Regions from separate parts of the Bos taurus genome. Here region 1 is linked to region 2. The links are chromatin contacts, called in public Hi-C maps. All regions are on one chromosome and are shown on one strand. The core of a region is the stretch at or near the end of the contact, and the rest is flanking DNA. Distances in the headings are between cores, read along the strand shown.

Region 1 (2,700 bases), core at 127-2,626, 170 kb after region 2:
TCAACTCTTTTTTTAGGATTTGGAAAATGGCTATCTTTACAAGGATGAAAAGCGACAATACTCTTTTCCTCATCTAAGTGATCATCGTCATTATTGCCAGGCCCTCTGTGGTAGCTAGACTCCCAGATGGACCCCAGTGATCCCTGTCTATTGGTATTCATGACTTCGGGTTGATTCTCCCACACTGAAGTCTTGGTTGAACGAGTGAAGTGATGGTATGTGACTTCTGAGATGAGATCATAAAAGACACTGTGGCTTCTGCCTTGGTCTCTCTGGGATCATTGGCTCTGAGGGAAGTGAGGGACACTGACACCATGCCCTTGGGACACTCAAGCGGCCCAATGGGGAGGCCCACGGCGTGAAAAACTAAGGCGTCAACAGAAAAAACCAAGGTCAACAGTCATGCGATTGAGATCCTCCAGCCCGAGTCAACATTTCAGATAACTGCAGGTCAAGGCTGCTTGACCTACATCTTGACTGTAATCTCACGAGAGACCAAGACAGAACCAAACAGCCAAGTCATGACCAAGTTTTCGATCTACAGAACCTGTGTGAAAAATGTCAGTTGTCCTAAGCGGTTAAGCTTTGGGGTGATTATTAGGCAGCGACAGGTTGCCAATATACTCTCCGACATAGATCACCGGCTACAATGGTTTTTTTTTTTTTTTTTTTTTTAATAAATATTTATTTGGCCGCCCTGGGTCTGGGCCGCATGTGGAATCTAGTTCCCTTACCATGGATTGAACCGGGCCCCCCGTTTTGGGAGCGCGGAGTCTTAGCCACTGGCCCACCAGGAAGTCCCTACAAATTGTTTTAAGTTTGCTGTAACGTGGGAAACTATAAGAATCTGGGTTCAACCTAAGGTGCTGATGGGTGCGAACGGTGCTGGAGCCACGGAGGAAATGGAGTAAGAACCAGGACACCTGGCCTTGCGGAGTGGCGAGTAATTTGATCTGTAGCATCCCTTTCCGGAGAAGGCAATGGCACCCCACTCCAGTACTCTTGACTGGAAAATCCCATGGACGAAAGAGCCTGGTAGGCTGCAGTCCATGGGGTCGCGAAGAGTCGGACACGACTGAGCGACTTCACTTTCACTTTCATGCATTGGAGAAGGAAATGGCAACCCACTCCAGTGTTCTTGCCTGGAGAATCCCAGGGACGGGAGAGCCTGGTGGGCTGCCGTCTCAGGGGTCGCACAGAGTCGGACACGACTGAAGCGACTTAGCAGCAGTAGCAGCAGCAGTATCCCTTCCAGCGTTAACGTTCTCTAGGAAAGGCGGAGACAAGTGACACCATTGCTCGAGCGCCGCGACCCCGGCGCTCCGCGGCAGCCTCCACGCCTGCGCAGAACTCATAGCGCGCTCTCAGGTGGCGCCGTTGCGCGCCGAGTCATCGATGGTGAGTTCCCGAGCGGCCTGGACCCGTGTTGGCCTCCAGCGGTCTGCTCGCCGGTGGGCTCCAGGGGGCGCCCTCAAGAGAAGGGGCGGAGCGCTCCTGTTCCAGAGACCAGCTCGGCGGGGTCCTCGGTCGGTTACACCTCAGTATCTCCATAGCTACGGTAGTGGCCGCTGTAGGCGGGAGGTCCCCGGCCGCTCCGCAGTTACCGTCACCGCCTCGGGGGTCCGGGCCGCTGAGTCCTCTCGCGGCCGCCATGAAGCTGCGGGTCCGGCTTCAGAAGCGGACCTGGCCGCTGGATATGCCAGAAGTGGAGCCGACTCTGGGGCAGCTGCGCGCGTACCTGAGCCAGGCCCTGCCCACCTGGGGGTACAGGTAGGCGCCGCGGAGAGGCGGGGTGGGGGGGGCGGTGGGGCGGGGAGGAGCGCCCAGTGGCGCGGGCCCGCGCCGGGCGGTCACGTGAGGCGGGGCGGCTAGCGGGCGGGGCCAGCACCCCGGGACTGTGATGCGCGCGGGCCAGGCGGGAAGCGGGAACGAGGGTTGCAGCTCGCGGGGTCCCGGCTCCTAGAGGTCATGGCCCGGCGTCCCGAGGGCTCCGAGCTCATCCAGGGTGAGCCTTCGCTTCCGTGTTTGCAGTAAACTAACCCAGGGAGAGGCTAAGATGCAAAATTCTCGAGTCTTTTGAGATGTGAGCTGGGAAATTACGGGTTAGGCTTAGGTTAAACCTCTTCAGGCTTTCAGGGATTTAAGTTCACCATCTCCAGCTGTCGGAATATTTCAGTGAAAAAGTTTGTAAAGTGTTAGGAGTTAAAAACCTGCTTCGTATCTCGTATGGAGATAAGAGGCCACCTGTAACCTGTACCGCTTTCAGACTGCCAGCCTGCAGTCCGCTTAAAAACTCCGTTAAGTGTTTACCTGCCAGGCGCGGCTGTGGGCACTTTGACTTCCCCGCTGGAAAGTTTTGCAAAGTGCAGCATTTCGGTCTGTTTCAAATAATAATATTTTCCTGGGCAAGATGTTGCTTTTTTTTTTTTTTAATGCAATCTATGGTAAACATTGGCCTTATGATGACCCTGGAGAGCTTGCAGTTTGGGGACAGTGACGTTGAGAAATAATGGATCAAATTCTGAATTTATGGGGTTGCAGATGAGGCTGTCCTGGGTATCCTGGAGACCATAACCTGGGAGTAGAGGGACAAAAGTGAGGGTGGTCCTCTTCAAATACTGAGCTAGCGAATTTGGAATTTGTGCTGAGAAAAAATACAAGAGGTGTTCACTGGGGCTTTTTAGGTGAATTCTTCAAAAG
Region 2 (2,700 bases), core at 137-2,636:
ATTAAATGGAGGTAATTTTTCATCATGTTTAATCAATATTGTTGCAAAACCAAGCAAACTATAGTATGTGAGGAAAATGTGTTGCAAACTGCCCACAAATTGACCCCATATGTGGACAGCCCATTCTGACAATAAAAATGGAGCAGAGCATATGCTGCTGGTTTTCTTTGCCACCACTCTCTCCATAGCAATCACCCTCCTGTTTTGCTTGCCAGTCTCAGATGTAGGGAAGAGAGATGAAAACTCAGAGAGGGCAAGTGACCAAGACAGGGTCACACAGCCAAGAAAATCAGCTCTTGAAAATATCTACCTACCTGATGACTGTCCTGCCAGTTTTTCCCCAGCACACAGCCTCATTTCTGCTCCCCACCCTGAACTAGTCTCACGGTGCATTGAAGGTCAGCAGCTCCAGAAGCCCATCATGATTTAATTCTTGTAGAGGTAGATGGCAAGTGTCCATAGTGTGTGAAAGTGTTAGTTGGTCAGTCGTGTCTCTCTGCAACCCCATGGACTGTAGCCCACCAGGCTCCTCTGTTCATGGGATTTTCCAGGCAAGAATACTGGAGTGGGTTGCCATTTCCTCCTCTAGGGGATCTTCCCAACCCAGGGATCAGACCCAGGTCTCTCGCATGGTAGGCAGATTCTTTACTGTCTGAGCCACCAGGGAAGCAAGTGCCCATGGTAAGTGCCAATTTGTAGTTGACAGTATCCTAGCTACTTGCTAGCTGTGTGGCCTTGGGAAGGATAGTATTCCCCCTAAGATCTCCCACAAAGGGTTAAGAAGTTACCAAGTTTACATAAGGCACTTAAAATGGTGCCTCCTGTATATATCAAGCACTCTGTGTTTGCTGCTGCTACAACCACTACCTTGTACTTAGTACATAAGTAACATGCAAGAATGTAATGAAATGTAATGGCTGAACTATCTCCTTGAAATAATTCATTTAGAATTCCCTGGTCATCCTGTGTAAGGCTGGGGCTTTCACTGCTCTGCTGAGCTTGGGGAACCAAGATTCCACAAGCCCTACCGCCTGGCCAGAGAAGGAAAAAAAAAAAAAAAAAAGTTCATTTTGGAGAAAGCTTTTAAAAACAAACCTAAAACCTCTACCATTGTCAGCTCTGAGAATATGGAGGCAAAATAAAGGTTGGTGTAAATCTGGCTCTGACCTTTACAGTTCCAATTTATTTATTCATTACTCCCACGAAGCCCGCAGACATCGTCACGGATGTCTTGTAAAACCCATTCACACCACCGTACACAGCAGTCTAGCCCTCGTGGACTCCTAACCCCGCTGCCTCGGATACCAAATCTTTCCCCACCCCTTTCCCGTTCGCCGCTTTCGAATGACGTCAGAAGCGGGCGCCGACCCCTAAGGACCAGGTGGCCGGCGCCTGCGCTCTTCCCCAAGCTGCGGCCGGGAGGCCTTCACGGAGCTTGCTGGCCGAAGGGCGGAGGGGGTTTCCAGACCCGCCGGGGCCAAGTCTGTAGCGTGAGGCGTCGCTGCGCCGAGGACCATGAACCGCAGCCGCCAGGTGACGTGCGTGGCTTGGGTCCGCTGCGGCGTGGCCAAAGAGACGCCAGACAAGGTGAGGCCCGGTCGCTCCGTGGTATAGGGGGAGCAGCCTCTCTGCAGCATCCTGGGTCAGCGCCTCCTGGGAACCTGGACCCGGAACGCGCGGCCCTGGCGCCGCTGGTGGGAATGACGTGGGGTGGGGCCGGCTGTGGCCTGTTTGTCGTGGCTAGGGCTGTGGTTACGAGGGTCTGGGACTCCTGGCCCTTTGGGCCCCGCCTCCTCGCCGTCCCTTCCCACCCGAGCCCGACCCACCCCACACCCCGCGATTCGCACGCATGTGGACCTCGTGGAAGGAGGAGGGATGGTGCTTGCTGAGAACTTCCATCGAGACCTCTTGACGACGCCACATAGTCTCCCACCACCCTAGTGCGTTTTCAGGCAAACCGGGAAAAGGGGGCGAAACTCCACTTTCCCCTCCTCCCCTCGGCGGGGAGGAATGAACTGGATGAAAACCGTGGTGTAGAAAAACTGGTGTGGAGACTACGGTGTCGTGAGCTCGAGAATTGAATTAGGAGTTCTCGCAGTAGTGCAAATGAAATGTTGATGAGGCCGCGGGCGGTGGGGTAGAGGTAAACGGTGACACTTTATGAAGGGGAAAAGCCTACAAGAGAGACTGAGTCTGTAGCCGAGGAGATTACCTACGTTATTCAACAGATATTTAACGAAGTGCTTTCTCGTTCCCAGTATTGTTCAGGGTCCTGGGATAGGCATGAACAAAACAGGATAAGTCCCTCCCTGCCTTTATGGAGTTGACATGTGCATATATAATACTTTGTCAGTGGGAATAAATGTTAAGGAAAAAAACGGGCGGGGTAGTGTTTGTTTCAGGTTATTGAGCCAGTTCCACCAGGACATAGACTGTTTTATTCTCCAGTTTCCCCAGCATTTGGCACACGGTAGGCATTCAGTGTGGCGCTAATGGTAAAGAACCCACCTGCCAATGCAGGAGACGTAAGAGAGGCGGGTTCTATCCCTGGGTGGGAAGATCCCCCTGGAGGGCATGGCAACCCACTCCAGTATTCTTGCCTAGAGAATCCCATGAACATAGGAGTCTGGCAGAGGACAGTCCATCCGATTGCAAAGAGTCGGACACGACTGAGCATGCATATAGAATGGGGACAGGAAA

The links. Hi-C and Micro-C count contacts between places; a contact is called where the count stands out from the background.
Region 1: a contact with region 2 is called in a Hi-C map of skeletal muscle, with 6 times the contacts expected there. The contact joins the promoter of FBXO7 here to the promoter of PWP1 in region 2. A contact is called at or near these places in 2 of 11 Hi-C or Micro-C datasets (liver and skeletal muscle).

The regions. Positions count from the first base shown.
Region 1 is chr5:71,098,477-71,101,176 of ARS-UCD2.0, forward strand. It overlaps FBXO7 (F-box protein 7), which reads left to right and starts at 1,377. Exons shown (of 9, transcript NM_001038059.1): 1 at 1,377-1,770. The coding sequence starts at 1,652.
Region 2 is chr5:70,930,346-70,933,045 of ARS-UCD2.0, forward strand. PWP1 (PWP1 homolog, endonuclein) reads left to right here and starts at 1,387. Exons shown (of 15, transcript NM_001046166.1): 1 at 1,387-1,587. The coding sequence starts at 1,516.